2 separate regions of the Mus musculus genome follow, and region 1 is linked to region 2. Evidence: chromatin contacts called from public Hi-C data. All regions are on one chromosome and are shown on one strand. The core of a region is the stretch at or near the end of the contact, and the rest is flanking DNA. Distances in the headings are between cores, read along the strand shown. Region 1 overlaps Gm31775 (a long non-coding RNA gene). Region 2 has its middle 5.4 kb from the start of Gm31720.

The links. Hi-C and Micro-C count contacts between places; a contact is called where the count stands out from the background.
Region 1: a Hi-C map of the N1E-115 cell line shows a contact between it and region 2, with 2.6 times the contacts expected there. The contact joins two enhancer-like sites. A contact is called at or near these places in 1 of 15 datasets of contacts at CTCF or cohesin (the NIH/3T3 cell line), 3 of 484 Hi-C or Micro-C datasets (the N1E-115 cell line, cranial neural crest and nephron progenitors), 2 of 115 datasets of contacts at active chromatin or transcription factors (embryonic basal ganglia and pancreatic cancer cells) and 1 of 9 other capture datasets (embryonic stem cells).

What each region holds. Positions count from the first base shown.
Region 1 is chr14:24,767,369-24,774,408 of GRCm38.p6, reverse strand. Gm31775 (a long non-coding RNA gene) reads right to left here. Exons shown (of 3, transcript XR_874414.2): 3 at 1,700-1,879. Among named protein-coding and RNA genes, the nearest start is that of Gm31838, 10 kb to the left of the region's middle. Within about 2 kb of position 3,633, at least 47 of the 459 cell types and tissues checked have an H3K27ac peak or open chromatin away from gene starts, as enhancers often do. A contact at or near this core is called in the N1E-115 cell line, where this site is marked.
Region 2 is chr14:24,528,869-24,535,771 of GRCm38.p6, reverse strand. No RefSeq gene overlaps it. Among named protein-coding and RNA genes, the nearest start is that of Gm31720, 5.4 kb to the right of the region's middle. Within about 2 kb of position 5,256, at least 56 of the 459 cell types and tissues checked have an H3K27ac peak or open chromatin away from gene starts, as enhancers often do. A contact at or near this core is called in the N1E-115 cell line, where this site is marked.

The sequences.
Region 1 (7,040 bases), core at 2,384-4,883, 240 kb before region 2:
CCCAGATGACTCCAGTTTGTATCAATTTGACATAAAAACTAGCCAACACAAGAGTCCAGATATGAACTCCAAAGAAACACCAGCGAAAGAAAAACTGCAGCCCCCAACAACTTTCCAGCTACCTATTGCAACAAGGAGAATGCATGGCAGGGAGGCAGGAAGGGGGACAGTTGATGGAGAGTCTCTACTCGATGTGAGCTACCACCTGGACGCTTCAAGCTCTGGAATGACTTGGAGATATGCTATTCCTATTCACAAGGTTGTTGTAAGGATATACTCACAGGAGTGGCTTCTCAAAGGTCCCTTCCTTGGGTGCCTCCCTTCCTGTTTGGTCCCGAGTCATCATCCAGGCATATGCTGAGCACCCCAGCTATGCTAAGCACCCAGGAGGCTGGGGAAAGCAAAGCCCATTCTCACTACCCTGCAGGTCAGAACACAAACCACGGCCAACAGATGAGCCAGTGATTACAAGCGTGCATGCTGCTGTGGAGAAGTCTCAAGTGGCCTGAGAGTCCAACTTATCTTCTGGGGTTCATGGAGAGACAGGGGTGGTCATGAAAGAATTCTGAGGAACAGTCATTCTCGTGAGAAGTAAGGACTGTGAGAAGAAAAGTTGGGGGGGGGGTCACACTCCATGACATGTATGTGGAGGTCAGAGGACTTGTCAAATTGGCTGTGTCACTGCATCACATGGGTTCTGAGGATCAAACTCAGGTTATCCGCCTCGATGACAGGCATCTATACCTCCCTGAGCCACCTCAGTAGCTCTGTATTTTAAATTTCAAAAGGAACATCTTGGGCTGGGGATGTGACTTGAATGAGTGCTTGCCCAGTGTACTGGCTGGTTTTGTGTGTCAACTTGACATAAGTTAGAGCCATCAAAGAGGAAGGAGCCTCCGTTGAGGAAATGTCTCCATAAGATGCAGCTATAAGGCATTTTCTCAATTAGTGACCGATTGAGGGGGGTAGCCCTGAGTTTTATAAGAAAGCAGGTTGGGCAAACCTTGGGAAGCAAGCCAGTAGGCAGCATTTCTTCATGGCCTCTGCATCAGCCTCTGCCTCCAGATCATGCCATTTCAGTTCCTTCAGTGATGCACAGCAATGTGGAAGTGCCAGCCAAATCAATCCTTTTCTCTCCAACTTGACTTTTGGCCATGTTGCTTTGTTGCAGCAAGAGAAACCTTAACTATGATATCTAGCGTACAGGGATCCGTAGGTTCTGTCTCCAGTACCACATGAAACTGGATGTAGTGGTATTCTGGTAATCCCATTTCTCAGGAAATAGAGGCAGGAGGATCAGAAGTTTACAGACTCATCCTCTCTTCCATAGTAAATTTGAAGTGACCCTAGTCTACACGAGACCCTGAACAAAAACCAAAGAACCTTAAAAATAGCTGAGAATATAGCTCAGTGGTAGATCATTTGCCTAACATAGATTTAATTCCCAGTTTCACAGAAACTGCAAAGTGGTACTTGTTTTCTTTTGTTATCCATGATGCTCTGGGTCCTCTCTGGGTCCCGACTGGATACAAAGCTTGGCAGAGTTCAGGCAACTGTTTAAAGTGCTGCAGTGTTCGCATATAGCCTGTCAAACCTTCCTTGGCACACAGAGTCAGATGCCTCAGTGCTCAGTGCTGTGGGAAGAGCTACGACACTGTGTTTTTTCCAGAAACAGTGAGGACAAAAAAGACAACCCATGTCCAGAGTAGATCTGACGTTTATTCCAAGTATGTTTGCTCCAGAATCAGTTGACCTTGGATTTGAACCCACAGACAGGGAAAGGGACACATGCTCCTTAAAGAGGAATCCTAAAGATATCTTCTGTGCCCACAGCGGAGGGTGGAAGTGGTGAGGCCAGTTAAGATGTCCATGGAACAATCTAGGGAAATGACAACCTTAGATTAGGCTAAGAAGTAGGCTTCCAGGAGAGAAGTGGCCATTGCTCATGGAAAAAGTACCCTCAGACCTGTGACCTGTGCAGCAGGGGTGAGGCGCTAAGACCACAGTGGAGGCTCTTTGTTTCACTTCCCTGAGTGGAGAAAGCTCAGCTGGGCAGCAAGCCAGGTGTGGAAAGAGAAGATGAAGCCATTTTCTGTTGGGTGTAGCCCTCTGCTTAGAGCAGAGATGTTAGCAAGGTTCACACAAATCACACAAGGCTTTCTCCAGCTTCCGGAGCTCTGGGCGCCCCTTGTCAGGAACTGACTCCCAGTGGGAACTAACAGAGAAATAATGGCTAATATTTCATCAGCGTGGCAGGAAGATCATCCCATGTTTCTAGAAACATTAAAAAAGAGACTGAGGCTTTGGAGGGAGAACAGCCCTGATTCTCATTAGCAATTGCAAATAAGAGTGCCCAAACACTGCTTGCTCTATGAGGCTTTTGTTTGTCTGCAAGAAAGAAAGTACCTGTTTCAGAGCCAAGAGACCCTGAGCTAGCACTCAGGAGCCTGGTAGGACCCTGCTGCTCACTTGCTCCCTTAGAGTCTCTAAGCAGCTCAGCTTCTGAGTATGTTGGAGGAGGAGGCTGAGGGACTCTTCCATTCAGAGGTGGGCATGAGTCACTTTCTGCAGAACATGGAGTGTTCTGCCAACTCAAGAGCAGATTCACCAACATGGGAAGGGCGTGGATGATATGTCTTGCTATTTCTGTGGAGTGCTCTCTCAAGACCTGAGCCCACTACATTCCAGACTCTATCCTGGACCACAATGGCTAAGATTCACAGCAGCAGGCACTATTGTAAGCTATTTGTATTTAATCCTCACAATAGCTCCAGGATATGGATACTTCCATATGCCTGGTTTAGAGAGGAAGAAGGTAAGCTGAAAGGAGGCAGATTCAGTTGGCCGAGTGAATCCCACCGCCCATCTGCCCATCTGACTTCCTGCCTATCTTACTTTCCAACACTCTTACCCTCACCTTGTCCTGCCTCTTGAGACCTGTGAGTCTCCAAAGGTCTTTCACACACTCCCAGCTGAAGTTTGGGTGTAAGCCCAGAAAAGAACTGAGGTTCCCAAAGCCCCCAAAGACCTGGGTGCAAATCCTGCTGCTACCACTTGGGGACACACAGCCCTGAGCATCTTTTGGCTTACGTGGGTATTTTTTTCAATTGATTGTGTTCTAGCATGACTTGTGCAGAGAAAGAAGGTTGGTTGAGGAGAAGCCAGGCTCTGGGGTGGGCCAGATGCTCTCCCACCAGCCTCCTCTCTGGCCACTCACTAAAGGGATCCTCAGGCTCCTTGAAATACTCTGTTCCCCTCATGGGCTTTAGTCTTTGTCTCCCAGCCTCAGGCCACCTCTGCTAGGAAGCCCTCCATCATTCTATGCCTTGAGTGCTCCTCTCCAGGCATCCAGGGCTCTCTGGACCTGCCATCCATCTGGAAATACAGCACACAATGGCTACCCGATATTTCAGGGTATCACAACTTCTGCTGTCACTAAGGGTAGGAGGATGACGATGGTCAATTTCTTCAGCTTGCATTCAAAACATCCCCCTTCCCCAGTCTTCATGCTCTGGAGAAGCCTGTGACCTCATTTCTGTAACCTCCCCCATCCATTGTCCCTATGCACACACAGGACCTTTGTCCAAACCCACTTCCCAGCCCCCCACCCAGGGGCCAGGAGGGGGGGTACATTCTGAAATACAAGGATATTCTTGCCAAACTGCCCTGGGGACAGTCCTTGAAAGGGAGACCTGAGGCCAGGCAGAGGGGTCAGGTTACTAGAGAGATAATCTGATTATATCCAGTCAATGGGGGTGGGGGGTGGGGGTGGGGAGGGAGAACCAGAGCCTTGAGCCTGGAAAAACTGGAGAAATAAACCAACCAGGAAGCCCCAAGTGGGGACGGAATGCAGAAGCCAAAAGTCCTGAGTCGCCCTTTCCACTTCACCCTCATCCGAACCTCCAAACCTGGGGTCCCTAAACAGGCTACGATGCCTCTCAGAAGGCCAGTATCTTATTGTAAGCCAGGCTAGGCCCCTTCCTCCTTTCCCCAGGTCCTCCAAGGGATCCCATGTGAAGCTCAAGGGGAGGGCCAAGTCCTAAGCTCCCTGAGCAGTCTAAATGTGGCTTCTCTTTATCCCCTCTCCATACATCAAGCAGAGTAAAGTGGCCCCAGTGCTCTCTGGGGGGCTGGTGAGCACCCCCAGCCCGGCAGCAAGCAGCTGGCCTGTCAACCTGAGAGGGAAGCCGCCCCCAGGGAGGCTCCTAATTTAATCAGCTTCACAAATCAGCTCGATGGGCTTAATTGATCTCTTTCGCTCCTAATATTGTCGCTGTCACTGTCTGAGTTGTGTCTTCCCAGCTAGCCCTGTGCATCAGGCTCAGCTCAGACAGCTGGAGGGGGTGGGGAGGGTGCATCCGTCAGCCTGAGTCCCAGAGACACCTTCAAGGGATATGAACAGGAAACTGAGAAGGGCAAACAAAGCCAGAGACCTTCCTAGAGAACTAGGCTCCCATGGGTCACCTGTCTGGTGCCTCAGACACACACTTGAGGGCCCACTTGAGCTTCAGTTTTCTCATTTATAAAAAGCACAGTAATCTACCCTTTACAATTTATGTTCCCCACGTGTTTGCTCAATGTGTGTTCTAGGCATGGTGGTAGGTAGACCTAAGGAGCAATAGTAAGCGGAAACGAACCTGTCCTGACACCTGTTGGGCTAACAGATGTCCTCCCCCAGGGTGACACCCTCTGTGGAGCATACAGTGTAGAGAAGGCCACTGATGTTGACATGGTAAGCATATGAAACACTCAGGATATACAGAATGCAGTAGGCTGAAGAGGATAGCCCTGGTGCTAATGCAGTAGGCTGAAGAGGATGGCCCTGGTGCTGGGGGTCAGGGACAGGGGAGAGGGGAGGAAGGGCTTCCAGCTGAAGTGATGCTTAGCCAGAGATGGAAAAGAGAAAGAGAAAGCCCTTCCCAGACAAAAGCCTCTCTGAAGGCTGGCTCAAGCTGACCAGTATAGACAGAGGCTGAGTGTTCAGGGTACAGGTCAGACAAAGTCAGAGCAGGAACTTCTAGACCACTGGACTCCTACTTTGTCGGAGATACCCTCATGAGAACGGTGTTTATTGTCTCCCATGAAGCACACACTCTTTTTACCTGCATGTAAGTAATTTAAAAGATTGATGAGACAGTCACCCTTCCCACATTAAGTGTGACTATACATAACACACACAAGCACACCTACAGAGAGAGAGAGAGAGAGAGAGAGAGAGAGAGAGAGAGAGAGGGAGAGAGGGAGAGAGAGAGAGAGAGAGAGAGAGAGAGAGAGAGAGAGAGAGAGATATTCTAGCCTGTTCTCTTTCTTTAAGACTATGCAGGTCAGGAGCCACAGCATTGATTTCCAGTCCTTTGTATGTGTGTATGTGTATGTTTGGGGGGCGGGGGCGGGGGTGGTGGTGAAGGAATGGTATGTTCTGCTGGTTTTGCAGACACTATTTGGGAATCCTAATTGAACCTCAGAAGCCATGGGATACTTCGGTTCTGTTCTCTGGGGTGATCTAATGGCATTGTTGGTTGAAGTGTCACCTGACTGCTTCATGGGAGTCATTTGGAGAACAGGAATGGAGGCAAGGAGGCCCCAGGAGCAAGGCTGGAGGCCCCAGGAGCAAGGCTGGAGGCCACAGGAGGAAGGCTGGAGGCGGAGCTCATTTGGATTGACAGCTCTGTAAACTAAATGGGGTACCAGCTCAGATCCCATATCCTAAAATCTGAGATACAAGGCTATGTGTGGAAAGTTACACACCTGACCTCTCTTGCCAGGCTTCAGTACAAACACAGGCAGACTAACAGACTTAGTGAAATTGCTCCAATGCTACATATAGAGGCTATGCAAAACAGCAACTTTTATGTTTACATTTGATGCCAATCCCCAAGATGTCTCATTACATGTATGCAAACACTCCAGAAGCTGGGTGGAGGGGTCTGAATTCAAAAATATTTTTAGCCCCAAGAATTTGATATTAAGCTTGGAGAAGGAGTGGAAAATATGCCAATTAAAAACATGTGTTAGCCAGGTACGGCAGCTCATAATCCTAGAACTGGCTGAGATTGGAGAATTACTGTGAGCTCAAGGCCAGTTTGGGCCACAAAATAGGTTTCAAATCAACCCAGGTCAGCCTGCCACAAAACAGCAGCAGCAGCAGCAACAAAACCCAGCTCCCTCTCCAAATCTTCACCCAGGCAGCCCGCGTACAGATGCCAGCTGTGTAGCTGCCGAGATGGATTCTTGAGCTATTTCTGCTCAATATCTGAACTGCAAAGTGGATTCTAGGAGTCCTTTCCACCTACACTCTCCTAAAGCCATAGTCAAAGCAAAAAAAACAACAGCCCATATGCTCATCTGAGTGTTTGGCCCACAGCAAGTGCTCAACGTGTCAGAGTTACTAATATAAAGAGACCCATCAGAGCTCAGCCGCTCCTGGATGGTTCTCCCTGTGAGATCATGAGGGAGCAATGGCCTGATGACATCTGGTCCAGTAGGGGTTTCTAGAACCATAGTGGATTTCTTTTTATTTAAGTTGATTTTGAACTTGCTGAAGCTCTAAGGTTTTGTTTTGTTTTTGTGGCAATCGGAGAGACAAGGAATACCACAAAGTCACACCATGCAACAGACCTCACTCGAGAGATTTATTGGAAGGCAAGATGCGGATAGCCAAAACCCAAGTTTGTGCTCCAAACCCCCCATTAAAAAAAGCCAGGCATGGTGTCATATGCCATAATTCCAGGGCTGAGAAGGCAGGGAGAGAAAAGGCCCTGGGCTTGCTGGCCAGCCAGCCTCACTGAATTAGCAAGTTCTACAACAGTGAGAGACCTTGTCTCAAAAACAAGGTAGAACCATACCTGAGCTTGACCTCTTACCCCACTGCACCACCACGACTTACATGTGCGCACTCTCGAGGGTTCACACACGCACAAAACCTTTATCATGATAATGTGAGTCTCCAACACCAATCCCCATTGATAAATGTTTTAATGACAAATCAAGGTCACAGTACATGATTCTCAGTTGCTTACATTCCACAAAGTGAACGCCTT
Region 2 (6,903 bases), core at 4,007-6,506:
GACAGTACAAGGTAATGATTCACAACCTTCCTAACGCTGCAACCCTGGAACACACTTCCTCGTGCTGTGGTGACTCTCAGCCATAAAATTATTTTCGTTGCTACTTTATGACTGTAATTTTGCTACTGTTATGAATCATAATGTAAATATCTGTGGTTTTTGATGGTCTTAGGTGACCCCTGTAAAAGGGTCTTTTGACCTTCCACAAAGCAGTCACAACCCGTAGGCTGAGAATCCCTGGGCTATGAGAAGGAGTCCCAGGGCCAGGTTAGGCCAGCAATCAGACTGCAAATGCAAATGCAGCTAAGGAGAAATGCAGAAACCTGAGGCTGATTTTATCTAGCATACAGACACACACACACACACACACACACGCAGACAGTGAGGCCGCCGCCGCAGCCTGGCATCCCACGTCATTCAATTCCCCTGAGTGTTCTAAACCCAGATGATCAGATAATAAGAGGCAGAGTGGTATGCATAACATCAAGTTGATTAAATTTGTTTACTGATAATTCTTTCAGGTTCCCATGAAGATTGTGTAATTTCCTTGCCGTATTTCAAACAGATTTGGGCTAATGCATTATTGACAGCACCCTTGCAGACCATCTCCACAATGTCATTCAGGATAATTATTTCACAACAGATTTCCAGGGCCTCTGGTTCCTGTTGGGATTCACTTGGGCATAAATTACAGAGCCGAATATTTAATCAGTGTCCCCATTAGAACCCCATGGCTTATTTTTAGGAGCTGAGAAGGGAGAGTGAGGGAGGGAGTGGATATTTGTATTATTACGGCATGAATACACATCTTCCATGCTGGATGCGATGTTGTCTCTCTCTCTCATTCTCTCTCTTTTTTTTTTTCCCCAAAGCTCAACCAAGCTGAAAAGCAGCCTGAAGCATCTTTGCCTTTTTTTAGAAATAAACACAAGCATTAATCTTTTGGCTGCATTAAATTAAATATTAATGTTAACGGATCACATAATGTGAAGTTTAAAAAAATGATTAACAGTGACACCACACTCTCTCTCCGTGACTTTTCCATTAGACAAATTAGTTCGGGCCTAAGCATCGTCACTTTGGAAAGTGGGACCCAGTGAGCGAGGTGATTGTTTGGGGGCATGAGGAAAGTGTCCCATGGTGACCCCATTTGCCTCCGGAACAGGTATTTCAGCAGACTCAAGTGGACCAGGATGTCTCTTGCAAGGAGCCATCTCTTGGCTAATTAGCGATTCCAGGCAGTACTGTTTGCATTTCAGGCCATTTGTGCTTTGAGAGAAACAGTCAATAAAGTAGCTGGGGCTGGCGAGGCACCTCCTCTCAGCCCATCAGTAGCCTGCCTCCCACTGCAGTGTCTTCATCATGCACACACTCCAAATAACAGCCGACCCAAGCTGCCTCTTGACTGTCACTCCAGTTGCTTCCTGAAGCCCCAAGACCAGCCTATCTGAGATCTGTGAAGTGGGCCAGAAATGCCTTCTTTTAAAGGGGCATACCCTGGCTCCTAGGTGTCGTCTGACCCTTCTACTTGCAATTCTGTTTCCCATATGATCTGGCCTGTGAGAGGCCTCCAAGAGAATCTGTGTGTCTCCCAGCACTTCTTCCTGTCCCCTTATCTTCCCCTTTCCTTGATTTATTAATAATGACTCCAGACTTTACTGCACCAAACAAAAAAGGCGCCTCGTCCAGACTTAGCAAGCATTCCTTAAGCCTTCTGTGTCCCCTGGGTGTCCCCTGAACAACTGTATGTTGGCTATACCTGCAGCCCAGGCTGCCCAATGGACCACTGCCGGGGAGAGCACTTAAGGGCACACCCAGATTTAACTGCCCGGGGACCCTGCAGGACAAAGTCTCCTTTAACCAGCCTCAATTCTGAGCACTGTCCAGGCATGGGTCTCTTGCTGTCCCAGCTCCTTCAAGGCCTTGCTTCTACAATGAGAAATGAAGGTGGGAGAGCTCCTCTCAGGCTCCCCCAGGATTGCCTGTCCGCTCTTATTTGTCTCTGAGAATCCTGACTCTCTCCTGCTCTCTCGAGGGAGGAATTTGTGTTCCTGTCTGCCTGGGGTTCTAGCTGGGCAAGAGCAAAGAAATCCCGCCCACTGGGCCTAGCCTAACATCTGTGCTTGGAAGGAGGAACATTTGAACCAGGCCAAAAGGGATAGGGTAGTGGTGGTGGTGGAGGAAGGCAGGGGATAGCAGTACAGTCATTTGTTTGACCCTATCGGCATTTGAGAAGAGGATTTAGGGAACAGATTAGGGAAGATCATTTCCAGGCTTTTAGAGGCATCTTTCTCCTTCCTTGCAAGGAAGCAGCAACAGGGGAGCTCCTAGGAATAGTCAGTTCTGATAACTCCACCCTCCCACCCCACCCCCAACACCATCTTAAATCCTTGACCCTGAGCTCTGCCAGCTGGGCAAAGCAAGGGAAGCTCTCTGGACCCTAAGAGAAGAATGCACATTCCCTTCACAGGTAATTAGCGCCTAACCATGTCTTTCCATTATCCACAGGGTTGACAACCAGCACACTGGGTCCTATAATCCTGGCTTCTTGGCTTGGCTCACCAGCAAGGTTGGGGAAATCCTAGGAGAAATTAATCCCCATTTCATATTCAGAAAGGGATTAGGGATTAACATGACCTCTTTCTCTCTCTCTCTCTCTCTCTCTCTCTCCTCTCCTCTCTCTCTCTCTCTCTCTCTCTCTCTCACACACACACACACACACACACACACACACACACGGACACACACGGACACACACGGACACGGACACTATGGCTCTCATGGGGAGAGGTGACTAGGATAGGAAGCCTTACTGTAAAGACCAAATTATACTTGGCATGTGTGTTACTTTTCTCATTGCTGTGACCAAATGCCTGACCATAAGTGGCTTACGGGAGAAATGGTTTATGTGAGCTGGCAGTTTAAGGAGGATGTGGTCCGCCATGTCGAGGGAGGCATGGTGGCATGATGGGAGGTGGCTGGCCCTGTTGGTCAGCAGTCAGGGAGCAGAGAGATGAATGGCAGTGCTCAGCCTGCTTTGTCCTTACTCAGTTCAGGGCCCCAGCCCATGAGACCCTGCCACCCACACTCAGGGTAGAGACTTCCTTGATAGGCTTACAGTAGCTGTGTTTTCCCTAATGATTCTGATTCCAGTCAAGCTGTCAAGATTAAACGTCACTGTGACTCTGCCTCTCCCTGCCACCCACAGAAAGCACCACAGAGCTCTGCTCGACTGAAGCCCCACTGCTCAGCAAACAACTTCGCCCCCAGGACTTCCTCAGCTCTGTCAACAGCTGGGTCTCCATCATCCCTTTCCCCTGAGAGAGAGAGAAAGAGAGAGGGAGAGGGAGAGGGAGAGAGGGAGAGAGAGAGAGAGAGAGGGAGAGGAAAGGCCAGGCCCCCTGTGTGAGGGTGTCATGGGTGTGTCGCTCCCTCTCCTCTTCTTTGGGAGCACACCAAGCACCTGACTCTCCCTGGAGACTTCCCTCTATCTGATCCCTAGTCTTTACGAAGGGCCTTGATTGTTGTAGAGAAACTCTGCCTTTCTGAGCTGCACTCTCAACCATTTTTGCTAGTTTGTTCAGGCCGGCCTTTAACAACAGGCAGCTGGGCTTACAGACACTCACCATCATGCCTGCCGAGCAAACGTCTTCACTACTCACATCACCCACAGTCAATCTGTTGCTGGTAACAGTGAACCTTGATTGCACTTCACCCCACCGTCAGAGCCCTCTGAAAGGGAAGGCAGTCGGGGAGGCTTCTGCTACGGTTTGGATTTGACTTTTCTCCAACTCTCTTATAAAGACTTGGTTCCCAATAAAATGTGTTGAGGGCTATCAGTGCATCGGAGAGATGCTTGGGGCCTCGAGACTCCATCCTAACAAAGGAGGGACACAGAGTGAGTCAGGTCCCTTGTCCCGCCCAATCTTTTTTGTTCATCTAGTGCCTTCACATCCTTCCTCCGTGTGGGGCAGCATGGGGCCCTCACCAGTAGCTGAGCAGACCATACATTCAAATAAACCTCTTTTTGTATATTTCCTAGTATGGAGTATTCTGTATAAGAAACAGGAAATGGGGGGCTGGTGAGATGGCTCAGTGGGTAAGAGCACCCGACTGCTCTTCCGAAGGTCCAGAGTTCAAATCCCAGCAACCACATGGTGGCTCACAACCATCCCTAACGAGATCTGACTCCCTCTTCTGGAGTGTCTGAAGACAGCTACAGTGTACTTACAGATAATCAATAAATAAATCTTAAAAAAAAAGAAAAAAAAAAGAAAAAGAAACAGGAAATGGCCTCAAGCCCTGTTCCTAGATAATCGGGGAGAGGGGTTGGGTCTAATTCAGTTTATTGGCAACAATCATCCCTTAAACAGCCAACTACACATTGTTCAAAGCTGTCCCGCGTAATACTCCACCCCACTGTCACACCATCGGATAAGGTAGGCAAGACCAGTAACAGCCATTAGCAGGGACAGTTGGTAGTCACCAAAAGAGAAGAAAAAAATAACAAATTGAGGGCCCTTGGGACGATTTCATCATTGCTATTAACAGCTAGTAAAAGCTAGCATTGTTGGGGACAGGCTACCTACATATATTGCACTAACATGATATATATACAAGGCACGCATCACCTCCACATGCAAGCTTTTATCTCCACTCTCATTAGAAAATAAGTTCAGAAAGGATACTTGAATCCAGTGCTATCTGGCTCCACACCTAGAATTCTCAGCCATCTTCTAAAAGGGCCACTGCCTGGTAGCCACTGCCTCACCCTCTAGGCTCCCCCCATAAGCCCTCCAGGCTCCGTGGTCACTGCTTTGACCTGGGATACTGAAGCTGAGATCCTCCAGGCCACAGAGACTGAGATCCTTCCAGAGGCGCTCCTGAACCCAGCTCTCTTGGGAAAAGGAAATGAAGTAGGGCAAAGGTCTCTGGTACCAAAGCTGATCGGACAGAGTTATGTTCTGTCCAACGTGAAGCTCTGACTTGAACCTCTTTGGTGGCAAGTCCTAACGTCTGCCCCTTGGGCTATCTCTGAGGTAAGGAGGGTGGCTAGCTGGCTGATGGAGGTGCGTGTGGGGAGCATATCAATACAGTCACTGAGCCTCCTAACTGAGGAGGCTCTAATTGCAGCGCTCCAAAAGCAAGCCCTGGGGTTTAGTTGAAACTGACCCTTGTAGAGTGCCCTGGAAGCAGTGCAATTTATAGAGAGGCTAAACCTAAAGCAGGCCAATCTCTGCAAAGCAAGGGAGGAGCCTGAAGGAGGGCCTGGCTCTAGGGCTGCTGGCACAGCTGTGAGCCCAAACTGCTGATTCTGCCCTCCCACCCCCCCCTCCAGCTCGGCGAGGGAGGGAAAGCCACGCCCACATGCAGCCCAGTGGGATCAATTAGAGGATTTGCGGCCAAACACCAGAGGGGTGTGCCTCCTCTGCTCCGTCTTGCAGGTTGCTATAATAAGGAAGCACCTATGACACTACACAGATTAATACTCCACTGAGCAAATTAATCCTCGGAATTTCACTCACTACCTGTGGCTTATAAATTTTAATTGGCTCTAAACTGCCACCTGAACTGATGTGCAAGTGTAGGGATGCCAGAAACGGCCCAAGCCTCAAACACACGTGGATGTAACCTCTAGAAAAGGGGGTGTGGGTGGGAAGGGCTATTACAGATGCCAAGTAAATGGGTAAAGAGCATAAAGTTCCAGTAGCCACCTCAGTATCCCCACCACCACTGAGGAAGCTGGAGGAAGAGAATAGAGACTACACTCAGGAAATCTGTACCTCCGTCCCCTGCTCTTCCTGCCCAGGATTCCGGTCCCCGATTAACTGGGCAACTCCACAAGCTGTGACGGAGCACTGGGTATGGGTCAGTACTGTGGCATTTAGATACGGGATACAGAAGCCCCACTCAGAGAGATCTGTGTACCAGCGGAGGCAGCACTGCTATGAAGACGCTGAGGTAGACGCGGAAGGAGAGTCTCCTAGGGAGGCCCAGTTCTCTCTGTTTCTATCACAGAACACACGGGCTTTGTCCCCCCTCCCTCTTTGAAGACAGGTTTATGAAGCTTCTGTAGCCGGGCAAACTTGGTGGCCTCTGCTGCTGATATGCTTGTAGTTCAGCAGCATCCACAGCCTGTCCTGGAACCAGACGCTCCTCTCTGGTCCTCTGCTACATGGCTCTTTCCTTAGAAGCGAGACACACGGCTTCCCTTGAACTTCCCGCGGGAAAGGCAAAGGTCTGTATTGCTCCACCCAATGGTAGTAGCTACTACTTGTGTCTACAGAACCCTTGAAATGTGGCTGCCTCTCCTGATGAACTGACTCCTGCTTCATTTAACATTCTCCCTCCTGGTCTCTCAGCCCTGCCAGACTTCCTCTATGACCTCTATCTTCCTCTATCAAATACACTTCCTTACTTGAGCATGTACACGTGTGTGTGTGTGTGTGTGTGTGTGTGTGTGTGTGTGTGTGTAGGTCTAAGAACATCTTCCAGGAGTCAGCTCTGTCCTTCCACCATGTGGATTTCCAGGATTTAACTCGAGTTATAAAATTTAGAGGCAAAGCTACTTTTAACTCATAGAGCCATCTCACCAGACCTCAACCACAATTCTTTAAAAAAAAATTTTTTTTACTTTATTATTTTTGTATGTTTTGTTTTGCACCTCATGTGTGCAGTGCCCTCAGAGGCCAGAAAAGGCCACGGAATTTCCTGGGACTGGAGTCACAGATGGTTGTGATCCAACATGTGGGTGCTGGGAATTGAACCTTGGTCCTCTGAAAGAGCAGCCAGTGCTCCTATCAGCTGATCCATCTCTCTGGTCCATCAACAATTCTCGAACCATCCTCTCTGTAAAAGGTCAAACAAACCAGCTGAATGTCTCTAATCCTAGCTCTTCAGAGG